Regions from separate parts of the Sus scrofa genome. Here regions 2, 3 and 4 are each linked to region 1. Evidence: chromatin contacts called from public Hi-C data. All regions are on one chromosome and are shown on one strand. Each heading gives the region's core, a stretch centred on a gene start, on an enhancer-like site or on the middle of the called end of the contact. The rest is flanking DNA. Distances are from core to core; before and after follow the strand shown.

The links. A called contact is a pair of places that touch in the nucleus more often than the background predicts.
Region 2: a contact with region 1 is called in a Hi-C map of embryonic fibroblasts, with 2.4 times the contacts expected there. The contact joins the enhancer-like site here to the promoter of CCNT1 in region 1. A contact is called at or near these places in 2 of 5 promoter capture datasets (fetal skeletal muscle and liver) and 9 of 47 Hi-C or Micro-C datasets (adipocytes, alveolar macrophages, embryonic fibroblasts and 5 more).
Region 3: a contact with region 1 is called in a Hi-C map of embryonic fibroblasts, with 2.2 times the contacts expected there. The contact joins the enhancer-like site here to the promoter of CCNT1 in region 1. A contact is called at or near these places in 2 of 5 promoter capture datasets (fetal skeletal muscle and liver), 9 of 47 Hi-C or Micro-C datasets (alveolar macrophages, embryonic fibroblasts, fetal heart ventricle and 4 more) and 1 of 2 datasets of contacts at active chromatin or transcription factors (skeletal muscle).
Region 4: a Hi-C map of epiblast stem cells shows a contact between it and region 1, with 1.9 times the contacts expected there. The contact joins the promoter of CACNB3 here to the promoter of CCNT1 in region 1. A contact is called at or near these places in 2 of 5 promoter capture datasets (both in liver), 2 of 47 Hi-C or Micro-C datasets (epiblast stem cells and fetal liver) and 1 of 2 datasets of contacts at active chromatin or transcription factors (skeletal muscle).

The regions. Positions count from the first base shown.
Region 1 is chr5:14,806,591-14,810,315 of Sscrofa11.1, reverse strand. CCNT1 (cyclin-T1) reads left to right here and starts at 1,892. Exons shown (of 10, transcript XM_003481561.4): 1 at 1,892-3,725. The coding sequence starts at 3,573.
Region 2 is chr5:14,705,680-14,709,404 of Sscrofa11.1, reverse strand. No RefSeq gene overlaps it. Among named protein-coding and RNA genes, the nearest start is that of C5H12orf75, 48 kb to the left of the region's middle. Within about 2 kb of position 1,879, at least 1 of the 83 cell types and tissues checked has an H3K27ac peak or open chromatin away from gene starts, as enhancers often do. A contact at or near this core is called in embryonic fibroblasts, where this site is marked.
Region 3 is chr5:14,723,259-14,726,983 of Sscrofa11.1, reverse strand. It overlaps C5H12orf75 (overexpressed in colon carcinoma 1 protein), which reads left to right. Exons shown (of 7, transcript XM_021091585.1): 4 at 747-782; 5 at 1,573-1,652; 6 at 2,525-2,559. The coding sequence ends at 2,529. Among named protein-coding and RNA genes, the nearest start is that of C5H12orf75, 31 kb to the left of the region's middle. Within about 2 kb of position 1,788, at least 4 of the 83 cell types and tissues checked have an H3K27ac peak or open chromatin away from gene starts, as enhancers often do. A contact at or near this core is called in embryonic fibroblasts, where this site is marked.
Region 4 is chr5:14,873,618-14,877,342 of Sscrofa11.1, reverse strand. CACNB3 (voltage-dependent L-type calcium channel subunit beta-3) reads right to left here and starts at 1,819. Exons shown (of 13, transcript XM_021091589.1): 1 at 1,590-1,819. The coding sequence starts at 1,631.

The sequences.
Region 1 (3,725 bases), core at 643-3,142:
GGTTCGGGTTCAGAGGAGTCACTTCCAGAGTCTGAGTGCCAGGTCTTTGTTCTCAGCAGCTTTCATACCATACAGGGTCTTGTTTTTCCCATGTAAGCAGCCCGAGACCTCCCCCTTCCCAGAGCAGACAGTGTTCCTGCCTAAGAAACCGGGCAAGCAAGGTCACAGAAGCGAAACTGATAAGCAATGCTTGGCGCACCATCAGCAGGGCTGCTGGCTGGGACATAGGGCATGTAGTTGCTACATAATTACAAGAAGGATTCTAAGAGGCCAGCAGAGCTGAAAATGCAGGCAGCTGCTTTTGCAGACAAGGGGGGTTATGTCTCTGAGTTAAATCTCCCACTTCAATATAAATTTAAAAAAAAGAGAGGAGGAGTTCCCGTCGTGGCTCAGTGGTTAACGAATCCGACTAGGAACCATGAGGTTGCGGGTTCGGTCCCTGCCCTTGCTCGGTGGGTTAAGGATCCGGCGTTGCCGTGAGCTGTGGTGTAGGTTGCAGACGCGGCTTGGATCCTGCGTTGCTGTGGCTCTGGCGTAGGCCGGTGGCTACAGCTTCGATTCGACCCCTAGCCTGGGAACCTCCATATGCCGCAGGAGCGGCCCAAGAAATAACAACAAAAAGACAAAAGACCAAAAAAAAAAAAAAAAAAAAAAAAAAAGAGAGGAAAATTCCTGTGTTCTTTAAGGGCAGTGTATTTGAAGGCTATCATTATTTTCACATTATTTTGTATTGAAGACCTACCAGGTGCCATATAGTGTTCTGTTCAGGATGACATTTACCATCACACAGCTAGTAGTTCTCTTGTGGCGCAGGGGGTTAAGGATCTGGCCTTGTCACTGAAGCAGCTTGGCCTGGGAACTTCCATATGCCTCAGGTGCCGCCAAAACGCTCGCACGCACGTGCGGGCGCAGAGAATCACACAATTAGTTAAAAGAATAACTGGGAATTTTTAGGACATTACACTAAGAGAAATAATACAGTCACAGAAAGACAAATACTGTATGATTCCGCATATATTAAATGTCTATAAAGTAGTCAAACTCCAAGAAATAAAAAGTAGAATGGGAGAATGGGAGGTGTCAGGCTGGGGGAAATGGGGAGTTGTTCAATGGGTATAGAGTTTCAGTTTTGCAAAAAAAATAAAAAGCTGTAGATACCTGTTGCATAACACTGTGAATATAGTTGACACTACTGAACTGTACTGAACTGTACACGCGAAAATGGTTAAGATAGTTTAAAAAAAAAGAATAGTGGGGATTTGAAACAAGGCATGGTCAAAAATTCATGTTTGGCAATTATGTTATCCCTGCTACCTACTTTCAAATCATTTTAAGTCAAAGAATATTTCTTTTCTCTGATTTACACAGGTGCCCCTCTTCTGTACTGGAGGGTAGCAAGCCATTGGCTAGCAGTTGCATTGCGTGAAGCCTGATAGTTTCTAGGTCTTTTTCTCAGAAGACTGGTACACAGTCACGACAGCATCAAAATGGAGTCATCAATCTAAGAAATTTAGTGGAGAACCAAACACAGGTCAGAAAAATAGGTGAGGGGAATCTGGGAGAAATAATTTTGGCTATTAAGAAGACAACATAGGAGGAGTTCCCATCGTGGCTCAGTGGTTAACGAATCTGACTAGGAACCATGAGATTTTGGGTTTGGTCCCTGGTCTTGCTCAGTGGGTTAAGGATCTGGCATTGCTGTGAGCTGTGGTGTAGACTGCAGAGGTGGCTCGGATCCCGTGTTGCTGTGGCTCTGGTGAAGGCTGGCAGCTACAGCTCCGATTAGACCCCTAGCCTGGGAACCTCCATCTGCCGCGGGAGCAGCCCCAGAAAAGGCAAAAAGACAAAAAATGAAATAAAAGATGACATAACTAAAAAAGTGCTTATTCAATTAAAAAAAAAGCATGCAACGGAACAAGTTTGAAATCATAATTTTTGAAAATATTGTAACTTCAAGTATTTTTTTCCTCAATTTTTCCAGAATAAAATGGAGCAAATGCTAATTGTAGGCAGTGTATGGCAGAGGAGGGCCTAGAATGGAAGAAAATACTTCTGAGAATGAATTAGAATCAAATTGAGTGGGAGCAGCCTTGTCTAGAAATGACAGAACTCAAAATATTTATTATAAAAGACAAAAGATTTTAATATTACCCAAATTTAATCAAGGTGAGTGTTCCCGAAAAGCAGGAGTACACTCGGCTAGAATGGAGAGAACAATGGAATTAGACTTGATTTTAAAATCTACACTTATAAATGGTGTAGTGTAGGACAAACCACTTAATCTCTCCAAGCTTCAGAGAGATTTATTTTTTATTTTTTATTTTTTTATTGTTAGTTGTTTTGAGCATTTGTTTGACAAACATTTATTGACCACTGGGGCCAGAACTGTACTAGGGAGGTGATAGATGGATACAAAAATGAAAATGGGTTGTTGTTTTTTTTAAAAGGCTGGTATGGTCCTTGCCCTCAGTTTCAATATGCTATAATAAATATTATAAAATCTACTGAATTTTTTTATGTGCCAGGTACTGCTCCAGGTACTTTTAACTCAAATCTTCATTTAATCCTTTTCAGAATCTAAAACGTATATACAGTTGCCATTTACATTTATACAAGGGGCACAGACAAGTATCTTGTCTACGAAGGAACAACCCTCAAGCGTTGGAGCCGGATACATCTTGATAGAGGGCAGAAATTTACAAATTTGTGCATGCGCAGAGTGGTAGTGGAAGCTTTCCAGAAGGAAGGAGCAGTTTAAATTCACCCGATCGCAAAACATAGATTAAAATATTTGGCGCTGTGCCGGTTAAACTAAACAGTATATTTGAGTCATTCACTACTGTGGTTAGTACTAAATTATTACTACTAATTCCATCTTATTCCCTTAAATTGGCTCACCGCGTCGAAGCTTTAGGAGTTTCAAGGCATTAGTTACATATTGTAAAGCGGCTTCTCCAATGGGTAATTTACATTGTTATCAACAATGCAATAGCTTTCCCGTTGCTTTATGGTACGATAGACGATAGGGCTACTCTCTGATTATTTTTTTCAGCTTTTGACAGTCTCACTTATTTCATCTGTCAAGTTGCGGATGTGCCCCATCTTAAGCGGTCACCTTCGCCACGAGCGAAGTTCACCGCGGAACCGCCGAGCGGCGCGTGGGCGGGCACCTCACCCAGCCAAAGCCGTTGCCCCGCCCCCTCGCTCAGGGCGCGAAGGCTCAACCCAGTTCTCGCGGGAGGAGACGTGTTTTTTTTTTTTTTTGAACGAGAACTCCTAACCCCACCTCGTGCCTCAAGGGTCACGTGATTGGCGCCTGCGTCCTAGGCCCAAGGTTTTTCCGGTCTCCTGCTGGCTGTTAACTCGGCTACAGGCCGACTCGAGGCGCTTTCCGGAAGTGGATCCTTTAACTAGCACCCACCCACCCGACGGAAGCGTGTCACAACCTAGCCGTCCGCCCTAGCGGAAGTTCGTCACGTCGCAGTAGCCCCCGCACAGCGGATGTGTGTCGCCGAGAAGGTGACGCTGGGAAGTGCTTGCAGCCTCCGCCGCTGCCTTCTGGTTGAAGCACTATGGAGGGAGAGAGAAAGAACAACAATAAACGGTGGTATTTTACTCGAGAACAGCTGGAAAATAGCCCATCCCGTCGTTTTGGCCTGGACCCAGATGAAGAACTTTCTTGTCGCCAGCAGGCGGCCAATCTGCTCCAGGACATGGGCCAGCGT
Region 2 (3,725 bases), core at 630-3,129, 100 kb after region 1:
TCCAAGCCTCCCGTCCGACAGCAGATTCTGTCCATACATTTACTGGTCACACATGAGGGGTCAGGCCCCGAGGGCTGGTAAGTGGCAGCGTGGGTCTTGAATCCAGGTTTTCACGATCTCAAAGCCTTTTGACTACAGCGTGGCAGTATTTTTCAGAGGCTCGGTTCCCCAAAGAGTGGTTACAAAGCAAAAAAGAGATAAGAGAAAATGACAGGGAAGAAGAGAAAAAAGTATGCAAGAGAGAAGTGGCCTCATTATGGTGTATTTTCGAGGTTGCAAACAGCCAGCATTCGTGTTACCTGTGGCTGCTGGACTTTTAGGAAGTAAAGAAGCAACAGCCTTTTTCGTCCTCTGTCCATTGGAGCCAAGGTAGAGATAGACACAGGAAATCAGATGGAGATTAAAAGGTCACTCTTAAAAAACCCCCCAAATTCATGTCCTCTCCGAACCTCAGAATGTGACCTGGTTTGGAAATAGGATCTTTGCCGACGTGATTAAGATGAGGTCATATGGGATCAAACGGGCCCTACATCCACCGAGGTCTCTTAGAAGAAGGGAAAACAGAGCCACAGAGTCACACAGGGAGAAGTCCCGTGAAGACGGAGGCAGAGATGAGAATGATGCAGTTGGAAGCCATGGAATGCCAAGGGTTGCCAGGAGCCACCAGAAGCTGGAAGGGGCAAGAGAGAGGCTTCTTCCCTACAACCTGCAGCAGAAGTCTGGCTCTGCTGACACCCCGATTTTGGACACCTAGCTTCCAGAACTGTGAGCGAATACAGTTTTGTTTGAAGCCACCCAGTATGTGGTACTGCAGCCCCAGGAAACTCCCACCGATGAAAGTCTGGAACACATGGGTTTCTGCTTGCAAGCAAGTGGGTTTGGAGTGTCCTATCCTTGACTAGATGAACGCTGTCCCCCCGCCCCCTGCCTTTCTTTGAAGCTTTTCCCAAGGGCACGCTGGGCTCCGCAGAAGGATGGAGATTGGCTGAGCAAGCCCGGTTCCTTCCAGGAACCTCAGAGGGGAAGGATGGGAGCTCGGGAAACACGAGTGGGGAATAAGAGCTCCCGGCTAGCCGTGGGCTGTAAATGCTAGTTTTTCCGCCTGCGCCATGTTTTTGTAAAAATATTTAAATCCATTCCCAATGTTCAAAAGTTGAAACCTGGCTTTTCTATGAAGAGTCTCAAGCTTTTTCAGAAAAATGGAAAATCTGGCCACACTGGGCCGCAATTCCCATGGGAGTAGGACTGGCTGTTGCTGCAAAGTGGTAGCCTCTCCAGATGGGGGCAGGCCCTCTGGCTGCCCATTCTGCCCACCTTTCCCCTCGTCTTAACCGCCGCCCCCGCCTCTCTTCCCTCCTGGCCCTTTAGACATTTCCGCTTAGGAGTCTGAGCTGTGGTTGAGAGCTCAGGGGCCAGGCAGACAAGTCCTGGGTTCAGATCTGTGCTCGGGTTAGCTCCTTGGGCAGTTTACCGCCTCGAGCCTCAGTTTCCTCACTGGTGTGATGGGAAAAATAGAACTGACCAGAGTTCCACTTGTGGCTCCGTGGCAGTGAACCCACTAGTATGCATGAGGACATGAGGACGTGGGTTCGATCCCTGGCCTCGCTCAGTGGCTTAAGGCTCCAGCGTTGCCATGAGCTGTGGTGTAGGTGGCAGATGAGGCTGGGATCTAGCGTGGCTCTGGGGTAGGTTGGCAGGTACAGCTCTGATGTCTACTCCTGGCCTGGGAACTTCCATATACTGAACATTTGCGTGCCCCCCTGCCCCCACCCCAACAACAAAAAAACAACCACCACCCTGACCTTATGGGACCATGCAGAGAATTGAATCATTTCACCATGCTAGTCTTACACATACAAACCACATCCTAAGTGCCCAATAGATGGGAGCTATTGCTGTTTAAAAAAAGCAAAACCCGACCATGTAAGAGGAACCCTGGAAGGAGAAAGCCTCTGGCGAGAAGTCTGCTTTGTCTGGTTTTAGGGCCGCCCTCCATCTCACCAGTGTTCAGACAAATATTTTAATAAGCCAGCTTCCAAGGAGCCCCTTTCTGTAGCAAGGAGTCCAAGGGCAATTTGGGGAATTGCAGCGCCAGTGAAGGTAGTTTTTCTTCCTCCTCAACAGTTTGATTCTCTTCTGGAAGGAGGAGGTTGCAGGGAGGCAGGAAACCCTGGATCCCATCCAAATACTTTGATGTCTGGGTTTTAAAATACTTGCGATCGTAGCTGGCTTTGCCGACTTCCTAGTGATCCTCCAAGGAGCATTTCTGTTCTGACTGATCACTTCTCCTGGGAAGCCCCGAAGGAAATGATCGGCCTCAAATAGCCTATTTCCACGTGGAGGCGAGGAGCCAGGTGGAAACAGGCAGGAGGGAGGGTGACAGAGGGGAATTTTTTTTAAAATGAAGGACCTATCAACGTCTCACTGGGAGAAGACCAGCCTTGTGAGGAGGCCACCAGCCTCTGAAATCATTGCAAGCTACAGAAGCCACCTCGAGCCAGTCCTTGTAAAACAGAGTAAATTTAGAGGAGTAACAGAGCCATAGACCCCAACGACGGTGAAGCCTCCCCAAGGGCTAGAGCCGGGAACGAGAGTGAACAGGTAGCAGGTGCAAAAGGATTGGTACAACTTAGTGGTGGATACAAGAGAAGCTATCTGGTTGCTTCAAGCATCATGGATTGAGTCATCCAGCCTTTCTCCGTTGATTAGAAAGGGCACCTTTTTCACATTCTAATTTTCTGGTGTGTGTGTGTTTGGGTCCATTTCTGGTAAAATTCTACTTCCCCTGCTCTCCCTGGTTGGTATGGGTTGAATTGTGTATCCCACAGAAGAAGTAGGTAAGGAGTTCTCCCTGTGGTGCAGTGGGGTCCGCGGTGTCTCTGCAGTGCCAGGATGCAGGTGCAATCCCTGGCCTGGCAAGTGGGTTACAGGATCCAGCATTGCCATAGCTGCAGCATAGGTCACAACTGGGGCCCAGATGGATCCCTGGCCCAGATCTCCATATGCCTTGGGGGGGTGGCCAAAAAAAGAAAAGATAGGTTGGAGTGTTAACCCCCTAGTCCCTCAGAATGTGGCTTTATTGGAGAGTAGGTCTTTAAAGAGGTTATCACATTAACATGAACTCACTAGGGGGGGTGGAGCCTTAATCCAATATAGTTTTTGTCCCTACAAAGGGGGAATTTGGACCAAGAGCTAGAGGTGCACAGAGGGAAGGATGGTAGCCATACATAGAAGAATCAGTGTGATGGATCTCTAAGCTGAGGAATGCCAGAGACTACTGGGAACCACCAGAAGCCAGGAAGAGGTGGGGGATCCTTCCCCAAAAGGTTTCAGAGGGAGCCTGGCCCTGCCGCCACCTCGGATTTTAAGCCTCCAGGACTGTGAGACAATGTATTTCTCCAGATTGTGGTACTTCATTAGAGCAGCTCTAGCAAGCAGACAGTGCCCAATGTAGCTACCTCTTTTTAAGTGTTATAGCTTTAGAACCTTTAAAAATACTCGGTCATGTTAATCCCAGCGATCTTAAGATGGGAAAGGTTAGATCTGATGTAAATGCTAAAGACTATAACCCAGAATACAGTTAGAAAGTTTTTAGGAGGTCCCATTGTGGTGCATTGGAAACACATCTGATTAGGAACCATGAGGTTCTGGTTCCATCTCTGGCCTCACTCAGTGGGTTAAGGATCTGGCGTTGCTGTGAGCTGTACGTGTAGGTCACAGATGCT
Region 3 (3,725 bases), core at 539-3,038, 83 kb after region 1:
TAATAGGTCATATGTAAAATGTTTTTTTTTTTTCCTTTGGCTGTACCCTCGGCATGTGGAAGTTCCTGGGCCAGGAATCAAATCCAAGGCAGAGCTTCCACCTATAGCGTAGCTGCAGCAATGCTGGATCTTCACACTCTACGCTGGGCGGGGATGGAACTGCACCTCCCAGAGACAAGCTGGATCACTAACCCACTGTGCCATAGCGGGAACTCCCTAAAATGTTTTTTTTTTTTTTTTAAAGGTTAAATTGATTTAACCCTTTCTGCACCAGATAAATCTTTCATAACTAAAGTTGTGCCACTGAGCTGACATGAGACACTGAATCATCGTGTGTTAAGACTAGAAGGGACCTTGAGTCATCTGGTCGACCCCCTTATTTTACAGATGGATATCGGCAGACAATTTGCCCACAGCCTGTCCATCACACAGGAGGCAGGTGGCACAGCCAAGACAAAACCCAGGCTTCGTGATGCCTAATGGTGCTCTTTCTAATCTTGGCTCCCCTCAAGTTTTTCATTTTGTTTAGCAATTAGGCTTGTTGGCACTTGCACTTTTCGGTAAGTAGAACATTGCCAGTTTTTAGTGTATGGATGATTGAGGTAGAGTCAGAATACTGTGTTACCAAAATACTGGGTGGAAGAACTTGAACAAAATTGCCTTTAACTCATCAGTTCCCTTCTTCTCAGAGCCAAAAATGAAGTCTTTGTAACCAGACGGCTCATAAAATGTTTTTGACCTTTCAGAACAGAAGACTCGATAGCAGAAGATGACAAGAGGAGGTATGTTTGGTATTGAGGCTGCTTTAAATTTGAATAATTTTGGCCACACCTGATGGATTTAATGTAACATGAATTCGTTTAACTCATGGGTTTAATCAACCGCTCTAGCCCATTGCCAATAATACAGATCCTACCAAGAAAACTTTTGGCACAGAGAGTAACAGGTAGGAGCATGTGATCTGATCAAGAACTCACCCAGGGTTCCTAATCATGGGCTTCTTTCGAGCACGCTTGGGTTGTCCTGTGCACACGGCCTGGGCTAGTTTCCACCCTGTGGCCTCTGGCTGTGCTCCCAAATTGGAGGACCTCCCTTCATTCCCGCTGCCTTCTCTGTCCTCCCATCCTCTGAGCCACTGCACTCCACTCTCACTCTCTCCTCACTTTGTATCTACCTGTAGGTAAAATGACCCTGTCCGTAACACCTGTTCCCGAGTTGACCACTCTGAATTCTTCATAACTGTTGACTGATCAACTGTAACATGTCACCGTACTGATACTCCTTACTCTACAAAATCGTAACAATCCCACCTTCTTCTTTCCCACTGCAGGCAAAATATCTAAAAAATTCTACTATACAGCTTTTTTAATATATAGCTTTTTTTGAGCACAGAAAAAGTTCTGTCTCCAAGGACAATAATATTCTTAATTCGACTTTTGAAAAGTCATGAGTTATTTTAAAAGTTCCGTCATTGTTCGAAGGACTCCATGCTTTCATGCATTCATAATTTTCTACAGGTGGATAGTACACCATGTAGTTTGGCCTGATTTTTCTCTGCTTCTTTTCCTTAAGAAACTACGGAGGGGTGTATGTTGGTCTACCATCTGAAGCCGTCAATATGGTATCCAGCCAAACAAAGACGGTACGAAAAAGTAAGTAAAACCATATGATTTTTTTTTGTTTTGTGAAAAAAAGTAAAATTGTTATTTCAGCTTTCCTGCTCCCCCTACATAGCACCGAGTCACAGTGGGCCGTGTTTAAGAGCTGTATTTGCTCATTGTGATCATTGTCAAAATCGCCACCCACATGATGCAAGTAATTCCAGAGCAAAATTGAACAACTCACTGTTCATGGTTATGTTCCGTGGATCCCCAGGGAAGACTCTTGAGAAATGAATGACTAGTTATACAAGAAGAGCAAGAGGGGAAGTGGGGGAAGGGGAGGGGACTGGAGGGGCGAGAAAAGGCCATAGGAACAGCTCCCCAAGGTGGACAGGACAGAGCAGGCGATCCCTGTCCTGCACAGATTGTTCCTTTCAGTGATGATCTGTGTGGAAACGAAAGCACACGTTTTTTTAAGTTTAGGCAATTGTGGTAGAACAGAGGTAAACTCCTGCCATAGATGATAAATGGGACTGATAAGTCATCTGGTAAATAGAATAACTGCTTATTGGGTAATGAAATGACGTAAGGCTCCTTTCTGGGTTTTATTAGTAATTATGAAGTCCTTTTGAAATAAGTACGATTGCAACCTTCTTGCTTGAATAAAAGTTTTTAAGTGTGGCTCGTGGTAAAAGAATGCCGATTTACTCATCACTGTACACTGATACATAGCTTTCAAGAGCTGTTAATGTTTAATTTGTACACAAGCCTTGTATTATTTTAACATATTATTTTTCCTCATTCTCTTTTTCTGGTTGATGATTTAGACTCGCAAGGACATCCATGTCACAACTATTTGTAGCTTTATGGGAAACTAGAATTAGGTTCTTTATAACTGAACTTTTCTTCATTTTCTCTTTAAGATTAGAAGAAAATATCATGACTCAATCAGCAAGAGGTACTGTATGTTTTTGTAAATAATTCTATGTATTTAGCCTTGATGAATGAATTGTAGCTATTACAATGCTCCGTATTTCTAAGAAATTTTGAGCCTCAAGATTAACAAGGGGTCTTATCTTCTTAAATCTGTGGAACCCACATGTTTTATTGTAAAGAGCTCTTTATGATTAAATCAGTTTTCTTTGCAGCTTTTTTTCCCCCCAGCTCCCCGCCCCCATGCAACTTAATTCATTTGGTAAGAACAAGCTAAGCGTTTGACTAAAATACTAAGCTTTCAGAGTTCCCTGGTGGCCTAGCAGTTAAGGGCTCAGTGTTGTCATTGCCGTGGCTTGGGTTCTATCCCTGGCCCTTTTACATGCCATGGGCACAGCCCATAAATAATGAATAACCAAGGTTTCATTCTTCCTTGTCAAAATCTTTGTGGGGTTAGGACCTTGGAAGTGACAGATAAGCAGACTAGAGAGGCTGGGAATTAGATTAGGATCGATATTAAATGTTTGGCAGTAGCCAGGGGGTAGTTAATATACAGAGGAAAAAAATGTCAGTACCAAAGCTGCAGTGGAGCCAGTGGTCCATGTGCAGAGATGCAGTTCTGCAGAAAGAATCAAGTCATAGACCGAATTTCCAGGTTAAGGTGTTATAAAACATGTTCATCATGGACAAAAGAACCCACTGCCCAAAAGATGAAGCACTGTGAACCTCAGGAAGATCTTAGAAGTAACTCCGAGAGAACAAGAACCAGGACAGAAGAAAAGATAGCTTCCATTTATTAACTACCCTCTGGGTACCAGTCTCTAAAGGTTGCTGACCTGCATTTCCATACAGGCAAAGAGTTTGAGTTCACCTGGTCCAAAATTACACATGGTGCTTGGGTCCCCACTGTCTTTCAATCTTGCTGAATGACAGCCCACCTCTTTGGAATACTCCGTGATCAGGAATGCTCTGTCCTCTGGCATAGCCTGTTCTCTCTGGAAGCAGACCACTTGGATTGAATTGAGACTGTTTTTACTTCCTAGCTGGGCAAATTACTTCCTCTTCGTAGCCTTCATTTTGTAATCTGTAAAATGGAACTCATGCTTATCTTGAGGGGTTCTTGTTAGGGTTAAATATGAAGTGAATGGTAGCTCTGCTAGAATAGTCAGGGCCACCATCAGCATTACTGTC
Region 4 (3,725 bases), core at 570-3,069, 67 kb before region 1:
CCTTAGCAAGAAAAAGAGGAGCCTCATCTTAAGACATCTTTAGTCTGCTTTAGTCTGTCCACACCCTGTAAGTGGTGCAGTCCAGCCCTGCCCAGCATCTTCCTCCTGCTGGATTTGGCAAACAACTTTGTTAGAGCCCCCATGGCTCCCTGTTGGGGGGAGGGGGGCAGTCTGCTTTCCCAGGTCCTTCTCCTGAGTCCAGCACCATTTGGGGGCTGGTTTTCTGTTGGATTCTTCCCAGACACTGTCTTCTCACTTTGTGCCCTCTCCCAGTTCCTTGGTATTTATCTCCTCTTTTATTCTGTCTCTTCAATCCCTTCTGTCCTTCCAGAGGGGCAAAGGGAGGCATGAAATGTAAAAGAGTAAGACCCTCAAGGTGCTCTCTCCTGGGAGATGACTCCGATGAAGAAGACAGCTTCTCGGGCATCCGCTTCTCTCCCCAGCCCTGAGTGTACTCTCCTAGCCTCTCCTTTTGGGACTCTCCCCACCACCAGAGTGTCCTCGGGACCGTAGGTAACAGTGGATCTACCATCAACCTCCCTCCTTCCTCCCACACCTTGTTGTCTCCATCCTCATCTGGGACAGTGGTGTCGAAGTCTGCCCACAAAGAAGCAGGAATTGCCATGCCAACCACCCCCAGGAGATGTGTTCACGTTCCTCATACCTGCGTCCAATCCCCTGGGTCCTACGGGGAGCTTCAGAGCCTCTCTCCCTGTTCCCTTCTCTCTGATTTGCTACTCACTGCCCCCTTCCAGTTCATACCTCACCGACACCTGCCTGCTCTAGTTCTCATGCCAGCCTAGTGACTCCTGTCCTGTAACACGACATATGCCTGTCTCTTATCCATGTGGTCCCTAACCCCTTTTCTTTTCCCTGGCTGAGCACAGAGAGAGAGAGAGAGAGAGAGAGAGAGAGAGAGAGCGCGCGCGAGAGCGAGCTGAGGTGAGGGGGTAAAAAGTATTCAAGGAGCGGATTTCTTCTGTCCTCTTTCTTTGAGAGTCCTTAGACTGGCAGCAGGCAGGTACCCAGGCATGGAAGCAGGACATGGGGGTGGGAGAGCCCGAACAACCAGGTTTGGGAGTTGGAATTCTTGAGAGCCTCTAGAATACATTCTAGTTTCTCCTATAAGCACACCAGGAAGCTGGGCAGATCCCAATCCCTGAACACTGAATGGGGAAACTGAGGCAGGATCTAGGGCCCCTTGGAAGTCCTCCCCAGCAGTCTTTAAGATCTGGACAAAGCCAAAGCCTCTAGCATTCTAGCTGCTGGCTGCTCCAGGGAACCCAGGGAGGGGCACCAGGGGAGCTTGCAGCAGAGGCACCCCACCCCCGCCCCCATCCTCATATCTAGCCCCTTTTCTGGCTCCCCAGGCAGTCCACCCATCCCATCCCAGTCCCAGTGGTTAGAAGCTGCCAGCTCTGGCCCTGGCGGATCCCTCCTTTCCTGCTCCCTCCTTCTACCCTTAGCCTCACCTACTGGCCCTCCCTCCCTCCCCACCATCCCTGCAGTCTCCCCCTCGTGCGGGCCCTCTTCCTAGCTGGGAGTGGGGCTCTCCTGCTACCCACTGGGGTCGGGGCCCCCGCGTTTACCTCATTCAGCAGGAAGGTTGCACTGGAGTCAGAAAAAGACATAGACCGGGCTGGCGGCCTCTCCCCCTCCCCGGGCCAGGGGCTCCGAGGCGGGAGCAGGACCCGGCCGCTGCTCTGCACACTGGCTCCCGCCTGCACGCTGGCCTCGCCCCACGCCCGCCCGGCTCCAACGCCTGCTCTCTTCCCTCTCTCCAGGTTCCCTCCCCTTTCCCTCCTCCCTCCTTCCCACCCTCCCTCCCTCCCTCCCTCTCTCCTCCTTTCTCGCCGCCTCTGTCACTCCCTCCCCTGTCGCCTTTCGGTCCTTCTCTCTCCATTTCCGTCTCTTCTCCTTCTACAGTCTCTGTTCTGTTTATCTGGGTGCCTCCCACTGTCCTTCCATCCGATATCTCGCCGTCCTTCTCCGACACCCCCACCCCGGCTTCTTCCTCAAACCCCTCCCCAGAAAAGGTAGGGACTCGGGAGCTCCTACAGCCGCAGGCAGAAGGGCGGGAGCAGCTAAACGGCTGCGGGGACTCCGGAGCCGAGGCGGAGGTTCCGCTCCCTCCCGGCCCCTGCTCCCTGCGCCCGGAGCCCATCCTCCAGCGCCGGAGGAAGAAAGGCGCCGCGGTCCCAGCGACGGCTTCGACGCATCCTCAGCAGAGGCATGGATCGACAAGGATGGATGCTCGTGCATAGCTCGCTTGCCCCGGTGTCCAGCGCCCCCTCTGGGTCCTGGGGGAGCCACGTCCGTCCACCCGTCCCAGGCCCAGACCCGGTGGCTCCTTCAGGATTGAATTGGGATGCCCCCGGCGCCTGGGGACTGTCTACTGTCACTCCCCTCTCCAGGGTCCTGGGGCCGCGGGGCTCGGCCTGCAGAGGCCACGGGCGAGACGAGGCCCGCCGAGGCAAGGTGCTCCTCCTCCCCGACCCGCCGCAGCGCCCCCTGGGCTCACTCGCTGGCGGCCGCACCAACCCTCCCGTTGGCGGCCCCTGTCCCGGGGTCCCATTTGTTGCCCGGCAGGGGTCTGGCCCTGCCAGCAGGAGGCGCTGCCCTGGCCAGAGCGGAGGCGACGCAACTCGGAGCCAGACCTCCGCCGAAGCCTAGGACGAACCCCTCTCCCACTCCTCTTTCCAGGACCTTCGCTCCCACCTCCAGGCCCCCTGCACTCCAGGCTGCACTTGATTCCCATCCCCGTGGGGTTCCTTTAAGATCTTTGGCCCTTCGGGGGCCCTAGACCCCTCCTACCTCCATCCTCGGCTCCAGGGGCGCCCCGCTGAGCCTGACACCGTCCCGGCCGGGCCTGGGTAGCAGGGAGTACAGAGTCGCGGGACCGTTCCTCGGGTCAGTACCCCCTCCCGCCCCCTTCGGCGGGCACGTCAAATAGGACAAGCCCAAGTTCTGACGGGGGAAGGGGTGTAGCCCCAGCCAGCCCTCTGCCTGCACCCTTCTGAGCGGATCAGCTTCTCATTGGTCCCTCCACACCCCAAACACCTCCAGGCTGGGACTCTTCTCCATACCAAAGACCGCGGCTGGAGCGAGGATCAGCCGACCCCCTTGCGGAGACAGGCTCACCCTGAAACGAAATGACGGGTCCCCAACATCCCCCTCGGCATCAGAACTCTTCCCTTTCAGACCGGGGGCGTCCCACTGTCCTCCCTGGCCCTTCTTTTAACTCCTTTCCCCTAGGGGTTCCCGGAACACCCCCCCCAACCCTCCCACCCCTGGGCATCCTGGAAGGCTTCCCTCCCTCCGTTCAGCGGACCCTGCCCTTGCCCCTTTTCCAGAGGGAGCTAAGTCGATGCTCACTCCACCCGCCCGCGCCCACCCCGCCCCGCGCAACTCCTCCTCGGGCTTCCCCTGGCAAGTGCTTTGGGAGGGCACCTTCTCCTCTGTCTCTGTGCTCTAACCCAGCGAGTCCGCGGATCCCCCACCACCCACCTACCCTCAAATTACTCAGCTTCAGCTCTGCAGAGGAGATAAAGCCCTCGTGTGTGTGTTATAAACATGCGCAGGGAGGTTTTTATTTGTTGTTTCATTTGGGCTCTAATAGAGCGAACAGAAGCTTTGCCTTTCAATTGGCACAAGGACCTGGAGGCAGAAAGGCCCCTCCCTACACCCCCGCTGACCACGGCTAATGGACTAGCTCCTTCGGGCCT